2 separate regions of the Oryctolagus cuniculus genome follow, and region 2 is linked to region 1. The links are chromatin contacts, called in public Micro-C maps. All regions are on one chromosome and are shown on one strand. Each heading gives the region's core, a stretch centred on a gene start, on an enhancer-like site or on the middle of the called end of the contact. The rest is flanking DNA. Distances are from core to core; before and after follow the strand shown.

What was found. A called contact is a pair of places that touch in the nucleus more often than the background predicts.
Region 2: a contact with region 1 is called in a Micro-C map of ear pinna, with 5 times the contacts expected there. The contact joins the promoter of LOC127483600 here to the promoter of ZNF438 in region 1. A contact is called at or near these places in 2 of 6 Hi-C or Micro-C datasets (ear pinna and an unstated tissue).

What each region holds. Positions count from the first base shown.
Region 1 is chr13:101,651,449-101,655,936 of mOryCun1.1, reverse strand. ZNF438 (zinc finger protein 438) reads left to right here and starts at 1,852. Exons shown (of 11, transcript XM_070056065.1): 1 at 1,852-2,007.
Region 2 is chr13:101,883,565-101,888,668 of mOryCun1.1, reverse strand. LOC127483600 (alanine and proline-rich secreted protein Apa-like) reads left to right here and starts at 3,149. Exons shown (of 2, transcript XR_011381726.1): 1 at 3,149-3,475. It overlaps ZEB1 (zinc finger E-box binding homeobox 1), which reads right to left and starts at 3,992. Exons shown (of 9, transcript XM_070056087.1): 1 at 3,861-3,992.

The sequences.
Region 1 (4,488 bases), core at 603-3,102:
CTTAGCGATAGTCTACTTGTTATCTGTGGGTTGTTATCTGAAACCCAGGCAGATCAGTGAATATGGCTGTGGGGTCTGGAGTATGAGTGCAGGTCTTGCCACCGTGTGCCCTGGTCTCTGCACCATGGCTTGCCTCCTCTGAACAACACTCACCTCACCTACCTGCACGGATGACGTGCTTAGCATACAAGAAACATTCAAAAATTCGCCACTGTGTTTCTTTTCCCCATGTATTTTCCCCTTGTATCACAAATTCTCTCTTATTTTAGGTTCAGCTTTTCTCAGCTTGCTAAGAAGGAGCCAGGGATGCATTTTGTGCACCGAAAGAGAGGCGGTCAGACGACCAGGGGCAGCAGGTAGCAACCTGAAGGGACCGCTAGGGAGAAAACCCAGGGGCCAGGGTAGAGGTCTCACACCTGCCAAGGCCAAGGCCAAAGCTCGAGGTCTCGGGGTCTGACTGCCTCAGAGAAAGCGGCGCATCTCTCCTTACACTTGCTCTCACAGCAACACTTCTGACCCTAGTGTCTGGCCACTCATCCGGAGAAATTCCAGTGTATTCTGCATTGTCTCACTCATTTCAACTGGACATGCCCTCTGCCCGAGTACTGGAGGGTTCAACCAGGGACATCAAGAGGAAACAGAATGCTGAACCGAACACGGGAAGCACGGAGTAAATTCCCGTCTTTCGGAGGCCAAAGTCTCCCGTGTTAGAGTGTAACACCCTCGTGGTCCGCTCCTGGGCTACTCCCACGCCAGTGTAACTCACCCGCGGGTTACTCCCAGAGGCGTGCAAACCATTTCACCTCCGCAAAATGCCAATTTGGGGGAACGACGCGCATGCGCACACTTTATAGGCACAGGAGTAAGGAAGACAAAACTGCAGGGTTTCTTAACACCGCGTGGGAAACCTCGGCATCGTCGGAAAGGGGAACCTGCCCTGAAACAGCACCACTGTCCAGGGCTGCCCCGCGGAACCCCTCCCGGCTGTTCACCCCGGTTTCACGTCCTTGTCTAGCTCCTTGCTCTTTCCAGCACCCCCTCCTTGGGGCCCGTGTCCCCCCAAGGCCTGCTTTTCCCGTTCTTTAATCCGCCCCCCCGCCCCCAGCCCCGGCATCTCCGACCGGGCGGGCCACCGAGAACACAACCGGAAGTGGAGTTAATATTGCGGTTGGCGGTCCCTCGCGCCTTCATTTTCCCTTTTTATCCTCGGACCCAGCCAGGGAGCGTCACGTGAGCGGTGGGGGGGGGCAGGGAGAGAAAGTTTACACCGGCGACGAGCTGTCCACACGTGCTCAGCCGCCTCACAGGTTATTAAACTGCACAGCGGCTCCCCTGAGCCCAAACGGGAGAGATCTCCTAGGAACGGGAGAAGCAAAAAAAAAAAAAAAAAAAAAAAACCGGGAAGGGGGTCGCAGGCAGGGCGGAAGCGGTGCGCATGCGCGCGCGCCCCGCAGCCGGAAGGGCGGAGCCTGGAGGGCGGGCCCAGCCTGGGTGGGCGGGCCCGCGGCCGGGCGGGGGCGGGGCTGCTCGCAGCCAGGGGCGGAGCTGAGCCCGCCAGCCTGAGGAGCCGGTGGCACCTGAGGGAGCGCAGATGGCGGTTTCCACACGTGGCGCAGTTTTAACGAACATGTGAGGCGAGCAAAGGCAGCGCCTGTGGAAAAACTACTTCACACACGCGGCACCCTACTCCATCCCCCAGGGCGACGGCTTGGGGTTTTCTGTCGCCGCCTGTCGCTCAGTCCATGTCTACCTCCTCCCCCCCGGCCCCCAGGGCGGGGCTCTCGGGACAGGCGTCCGTGCGTGCGAAGCCCACCGGCACGCGGCCACAGCACCGTGTGCGCCTGCGCCTGGCGTCGCGCCGGGGCGGGGCAGCCCAGGCGAGGGCGTGTCTCCCGCGCGGCGCAGGGGGCGGAGCCTCGGCGCCCCGCCCCGCCCCTCCGGGGACTGACCTGCCGGGGCGCCGGGCCGGTGACGTCAGCCCGCCGTGACGCGCGCTGTGGGATAACTGTAAGTTTGTGAGGATCCTACAGCTTCCTGGGTGTGCGGGGCCCGGGTGTGTGTTCCTGGGCAGGCCAGGCGGCGGCGGCGGCTGTGGGGGGCCTTTGATCTCTGGGAGGCCGGGGGAGCCGCAGAACCTGGAAGGCACAGGTGCCCGCTCGGAGCCCGGGCGCGCCCTCCTGGCGGGAGGGAGCAGGGGTCAGGGGAGGCGAGGCCGCGCCCCGCGAGGCGGGGCCCCGCACCTTCTCCCTTGGGGCCCGGAGAGCCTCTGGAGAAAGTTCAAGTGCAAAGTCCTGCCCCGCGCCTTCCTTGATAAGGGGTCTTGGATTGCTTCTAGTCACCCCCTGGGCCTTGTGGGTGGACATGCTGAGCCCCGTGTGGAGGGTTCCCTCAGGGACTAAGGGATCCAGTGTCCCGGGTCAGCCCCTGGGCCCTGCGGGTGGACACGCTGAGCTCAGGTGGAGGGTTCCCCCAGGGACTAAGGGATCCAGTGTCCCGGGTCAGCCCCTCGGCCCTGTGGGTGGACACGCTGAGCCCCGTGTGGAGGGTTCCCTCAGGGACTAAGGGATCCAGTGTCCCAGGTCAGCCCCTGGGCCCTGCGGGTGGACATGCTGAGCTCAGGGCAGAGGGTTCCCTCAGGGACTAAGGGATCCAGTGTCCCAGTCAGCCCCTGGGCCCTGCGGGTGGACACACTGAGCTCAGGGCGGAGGGTTCCCTCAGGGACTAAGGGATCCAGTGTCCCGGGTCAGCCCCTGGGCCCTGCGGGTGGACACGCTGAGCCCTGTGTGGAGGGTTCCCTCAGGAACTAAGAGATCCAGTGTCCCGGGTCAGCCCCTGGGCCCTGCGGGTGGACACACTGAGCTCAGGGTGGAGGGTTCCCCCAGGGACTAAGAGATCCAGTGTCCCGGGTCAGCCCCTGGGCCCTGCGGGTGGACACGCTGAGCCCGGGGTGGAGGGTTCCCTCAGGGACTAAGTGATCCAGTGTCCCGGTCAGCCCCTGGGCCCTGCGGGTGGACCCACTGAGCTCAGGGCGGAGGGTTCCCTCAGGGACTAAGTGATCCAGTGTCCCGGGTCAGCCCCTGGGCCCTGCGGGTGGACACACTGAGCTCAGGGTGGAGGGTTCCCTCAGGGACTAAGGGATCCAGTGTCCCGGGTCAGCCCCTGGGCCCTGCGGGTGGACACGCTGAGCCCGGGGTGGAGGGTTCCCTCAGGGACTAAGGGATCCAGTGTCCCGGGTCAGCCCCTGGGCCCTGCGGGTGGACACACTGAGCTCAGGGTGGAGGGTTCCCCCAGGGACTAAGGGATCCAGTGTCCCGGGTCAGCCCCTGGGCCCTGCGGGTGGACCCACTGAGCTCAGGGCGGAGGGTTCCCTCAGGGACTAAGTGATCCAGTGTCCTGGTCAGCCCCTGGGCCCTGCGGGTGGACACACTGAGCTCAGGGTGGAGGGTTCCCCCAGGGACTAAGGGATCCAGTGTCCCGGGTCAGCCCCTGGGCCCTGCGGGTGGACACGCTGAGCCCCGGGTGGAGGGTTCCCTCAGGGACTAAGTGATCCAGTGTCCCGGTCAGCCCCTGGGCCCTGCGGGTGGACCCACTGAGCTCAGGGTGGAGGGTTCCCTCAGGGACTAAGGGATCCAGTGTCCCGGGTCAGCCCCTGGGCCCTGCGGGTGGACACGCTGAGCCCGGGGTGGAGGGTTCCCTCAGGGACTAAGGGATCCAGTGCCCCGGGTCAGCCCCTGGGCCCTGCGGGTGGACACGCTGAGCCCGGGGTGGAGGGTTCCCTCAGGGACTAAGGAATCCACTGTCCCGGCTCGCCTTAGGACCTGGTGGGTGGCCAGACCGTGGAGGATAAATCCTAAGGTAACCTGCCTGCTGCCTCAGTTTCCTTTTTCTTTCAAGTGGAGGTAAAGCAGCCTCTGACCTAGTCCATGATGGCCACAGAACCAGAAACATGGTGAGGGGGCGTCAGAAAAGGCACGCTTGTAAACTTGCTGGGGGAGCTTTATAAAGAAATCGGGTACCCCCACCCCGGGAATGTGGTGACTGCTGGCCATTTGACAGAGGGTCTTGATCTTTCAATTTTGCCATCTCCTCACTTCTCACCACCACCACCCTACACCCCTTGCCATTGTGATCATGGACAACACTTGAGCTCGTGGGGCAGCTTGAATGATCGGTCATGGAACTCTGTGGAACAGGAATCAAGAAATAACTGGTAGCATTTTCACGGTGTTCTTGGCAGTCATATCTGGGCCCCTCACCTTGTCTGGTTTTTGCAGACAAAGCTGTTAGCCTGCTGTGACTGGCATGTTCTGCTCAACACAGATATAGCACGTTTTAGGGCCCGTGCTCTGTCGACTTGGAATGTGCAGTCTTCCCTATTTGATTGCTTGAACCTCTTGGCTAACTCTTAGTATGCTACTGATGAGTTGGTCCTGTACTCTAACAGTTCTCCAACTCTGGGACACATTTGTCAGGAACTTTGAAGGGAGA
Region 2 (5,104 bases), core at 1,900-4,399, 230 kb before region 1:
TTTTTTAAGGAGCAATAACCACTCTAAAGCAAGAATGAATTAACAACAATCTCAACTCAAGATTGTAAAAGTTCAAACTTACAAAATGATTGAAATCAAAATATTCTCATTTCTCATCTCAGCAAACTAGAATAATGTTCATGTCTAATTTACCCAGGGCTAGTTTTAAGTAACAATAAGATCCTGACTCAGAATTATCCTGTAGGTTCCAATCAGCACAGAAGGGCGGGGGAGGGGTGGAGAGGGAGGGGAGACAGACGAGAGACACAGACACTTAGGATCCTGCTACATTAATAATCATTTTTGTTAGCATCCTCTACTGGTGGTTTGCAAAGACAGCAAGGCGGAATGGCGCTAATGACAGAAAGCTATGTACCTGCTATTCCAGGACAAGTCAAGTGAATTAATCAGCATGTGGTCTAGCACGCAATACCTGGGGTGTATCCCCGCCCCCCTCCGAAGCAAGAACAGTAAGAAAAACGCATTACATAGGAAGCGGAGAATGAGAAAAGGCAGATTTTAAAACTGCAGCAAAGCATTCAATTGTAACTGGCAAAAATGAGTCTAAGGAGCTCTGATGTGGCGCCCTTACGGAGGGCTCACGTCATCACCATAGGTACCGCACCAGGTCTGATGCTCCCTCCGGCTGAACGTGGCTCGGCCGGTCCACCCCTGCCAAGCGATGGCACCTGCTACTGCCCCGTTAACATCCCGGCCCGCAGGCAGATTCCAGAAAGGAGACGGAAATGTTCTGCCAGAGGCTGGGCCGTACAATCCGCACCCCTTATTTCAAAATGAATCCAATAATATTCACAAATGAGTAACAAAGTGTCTCCATGGCCATCTCCCACCGTTGGGACCAGCGACCACTCACTGCCTCGTACCAACGACTCAGCAGTTAACATTTTCCCCCCTGAGCAATTCTGTTCAACACACGTCTGCAACTCGAAATATGACCGCATTGCTAAGAATTTTCAAGCGGCACCTAACCCGAGGTCTCACGACACAATGGCCCGTAACTTCATATATATATATATATATATTTTTTTTTAATTTGCAAAATAACGAGGCTAACATCAAACAGCACGGCTTGGACCCATCGGCGACGAGCGAAACGCATCTGAGAACAAAAAGAGATGGGAGGACAGAGTGAAAAGTGACGAACATGGAAGGTACCTGTGGTGGCACAGCGCTATCTCAGACACCTTTTGTTTTCCCAGCGTCGTGCACACTGCGGACCGGCCGCTGCCCGCTCAGCTCCTCTGCGGATCGGAGCACAAAGGAGAAGCCCCGCCGGCGGGCCGGCGAGCGGGGCGCACGGGTCCCTCCCCCAGCAGACCGGGGACGACGGAGGGCCCGCAGCGCAGCGGAACACCATCTTTTTTTTTTTTTTTTTTTCTACCTGCACAAGTTGCCATTTGCTGCAGCGGCCCCGGCCTCCTTCTCGCGGCGGCTCCCCGCAGCTCCCCGCAGGGCCTCTCCCACCTCAGTCATCTGTTGATATGCCCACCGCGAGCCTCGGGGAGAAGGGCGGCCGCCCGCTCCGCCCCGCTCAGGTAAACATGTTGACAGCGGCCGCACAGGCGCGCGCCGGCTCAGCCCCGCGTGTCACACACATGTCGTCAGCAGCCGGAGGAGCCCCCACGGCCCGCCGCGCGAACCCACTTACCTCTCATAAAAGCCACCTCCACCGACCGCCGGCGCGCTGCGACAGGAAATTAAGGTCGCCGTCGCCGCCCGGGCTCCCTTCCTGGCGGCGGCAGCTCGCCGCTCCGCGATGACGAACGAACGCCGGCAGCCACCTCGCGGTCCCACCTAGCGCGCAGCCCCCCGACCCACGCCGGCGCGGGCATGCTCCTGCCGGGGGAGGGCCTCCCGCACCTGCCCCTGCGCTGCGCGGGAGACCCCCGCCCCCCGCACACGCACCGCCGACTGCCCACCCGAGCCGCCGCCGGGGACACCGGGCGCGGGGGCGGCGCGCGCGACCTGTCCGCGAGACGCCCATGGCCCCCAGTGGTGCTGCTTTTTTTTTTTTTTTAAATCTGGGAGCCACCGCGATCCCAAGGCAGGCGCCTTGGGTCCTCCCCGCCCCCCCACCAACTCTCCCATCCCTGGCTTGGAAGGAAAAAGAAAAAAAATTAATAAGAAAAGCCAACAACTCCTTTTAAAAATAACGCAGGAGCCCGAGCGGCCCCGGCGGGTCCGAGCCGTGCGCGCGTCACTCCTTATATAGCCGCGGCCGCAGCACGGCCGTCGCCGCCCATTCCGAGACAAACAGGTACCCGGCGGGGGCCGCGGGGCCCCGCGCAGACAATACCACGCGGCGGACCCCGCGCCCAGCCGGGGCCGCCGGCGATTTCCAGCGTCTCCCGCAACTGCCACCCGCGCGGGCGGCCGCCGCCACATGCTCCCGGGGGTGCGCGCTGCCCTGGCGCACCGGCACCCATGCATCCACACACACTGCGGCGGGCGGACCCGGGCGTCCGTGGGTCCGCCCGCCCCCTCCCCCGCCGGAGATGCCCCCCCAGCGAGCCCCCCCCCCGCCGGTCTCCGGCTTCCGCGCTCCGTGCGTCCGGCCCAGGTAACAACTCCCGCTCCCCCCCCCCCCAAAAAAAAAAAAAACCGAAAGAGAAAAAAAAAAATGAAAAAAGCCCCGGGGGCGAACGCACACACAGCCCAGCCGCCCCCACTCCCAAGGCACCCCCCCCCGGGGGTGGGGGGTGGGGGCGGCGTCCCCGGGAGGAGAGGGGGACCCGAGCTGTGTGCGGGGCTCCCCGGTCCCGAAGCCCAGGTAACAACTCCACCAACACGCCCGCCACACACACACACACACACACACACACAGGGCTCCCCCCGCAGCAAGCAGCTGCCCGGTGCCCCCTCGCCGGCTCCCCCGCACCGTGGGGACCTCCCTCTCGGGGGGCTCCTGCCCCGGAGCTCCAGGCTTCGGGGAGGGGCCCGAACGCGCCGCGGCGAGGAGGGGGCGTTGAGGGACCACCAGCACCCCCCGCCCCAATGCCGCCAGCGCGCCGCTCCCAACTTTACCGCCGCCCGGCCGCGCACCGCCGGCGCCCGCGCACACGCGCGCACGGACGACACGCAGCCCGCGGCCGCCCGTCCCGCCGCCGCCGCCGCCGCCGCCGCCCGCAACGCCCGGCCCGGCCCGGCCCGAGCGCCGGCCGCGGAAGCCGCGCGGCGCGGCCAGCGCCGGGCACAAGTTTGTTGCTCGGCTGCCCCGGGGGGCCCGGGCGCTGGGGGAGCAGGGGCGCCGCGAGGGCTGGGGAGAAGGAGGGGGGAGGCGCCGAGGGGCCGCAGAGTGGGCAGAAAAGTGCGGCGAGAAGCAACAGCCGCTCCCGCCGCGACCCGAAAAGTGGCCGCCCGCCCCGCGCCGGGGATGCGGCGGCGGCGGCGGCGGCGGCTAACGGTCCCGGCGGGCGGCAGGGGCGGCGGGAGCCGCTAGGCGGAGAGAGCCCAGGTAAGAGACATAACGGTTCAGGGCGAGCGGCCGCGGCGCCGCGCCGGCAGCGGAGGGGGGCAGAGAGCACTACTTTCTACTTTCCCACTCCACTTTGCCCGTCCCTGCCCCGGCCGCCCCCGGCCCGGCGCGCCCCCCTCCCCCCCGGGGGCGCCCCCCGGCCGCCCGGCTCCCCCGGACTCCGCCGCTCCCCGGGCCCCTCCGCCGCTCACCGTTATTGCGCCGCGGGTTCGCCTGCTTTCTGCGCTTACACCTGGGGCCATCCGCCATGATCCTCTCGCTTGTGTCTAAATGCTCGAGTCACCTCCTCCCCCTCCCTCCCTCCCCCTTCCCCCCCCACCAACCCCTCCGCCTCCACCCCTCCCCCTCCCCCTCCCCACCGCACCTGGTTTACGACACTCGCGGCTTTACGACATCACCTTCCTTACACCTAGAGGCGCTCGCTCTACGGCCGGAACCTCGTTGCTAGGGACGGGATGGTTTGCGGCCACCGCGGACGCCGTGGAGTTTGAATGCGAGGGGCGAGGGAAAAGAACTTTTCCTCAGGTGTGGTGGGGGGTGGCGGGGGTGCGTGGGGACGGGGCGCGGGCTTGTGGGGGGGGGTGGTCACGAGGGCGACGAGCTGTGTGTGGGAGCGGGAAAGGTAAAAAGTCGGAGGCGCCTTGGCGAGCTGCCGCGCGGCGCTGGCCACACCCGCCGTGGCCGCCCGGGGCAGGCTCGCGTCCCCCCGCGGGACCCCCGCGCCCGTCCTCGGGGCGCGCTCCGGGTGCGCGGTGGGGGCCCGGCCCCGCGCGGCGTGGACCCGCGGCGCCGCCCGGGAGGCTACCTGGGCCGCCGGCCCCCGCGTGGCCCGGGGCGCCGAGTTCCGCTCGCGGGCGCGCCGGGCAGGAAAGCGGGGTGAGGAGGAGCCGCCCCGCGCCGGCCTCACTTCCTCAGGGGCGCCGGGCCGTCACCTGCCGTCCCCTCGCACTCGCCGTGGGCGGCAGCCGCGGGCCGTGGCCGCCCGGCAGGCTCTCGCCGCCGCTGCGCGAGTTCGGGGGTCCCCGAAAGACCCTGGGCACGCGACGCCCCGCCGGGAGGCACCTCCGGCACCCCGGATTCGGAGTTGGCTGACTCTTCCTGCCGCCTGCAGCCGCGCCGGCTTTGTGCGGACCGCGAGGGAGGAGTCGCGCGACCGTGTTAGAAGTCGCGTCCAGCCAGCGTTGTGCTGGGTCGCGTAGTAGGTGTTCAGTTAGTTTGTGCCTAGAATTTGTTGGCCATGCCCACGACAGGATTTTTTTTTTATTTTTTGTTATGTGAAAATTATCTCTTCAGCACTCTCCAGAATTTTAGAAGATTTCATGGATCACTTCTTTAAACCTTGCAGCAGAAATACCCTTAGAGCCAAAGCCTGGTGGCTTAGAATGAGAAAGTTTAATCCTGAATACAGATGAGAACTTTCTCTCCCAGGTAAATGCGTTATTTCTTGGTGCGTGCACACGGACTGTAAGTAATTCCCTGCTATGCATTATATCTGTGTAGCTGGGTAGAGCCATCAGTGTCAAAGCCGGAGCCCTTATTACGGTTTTAGGGACAGGCAGTCCTCACTTTCCTCGACACCATGTCAGCTGGAAGTGTCCCCTCTGCGCC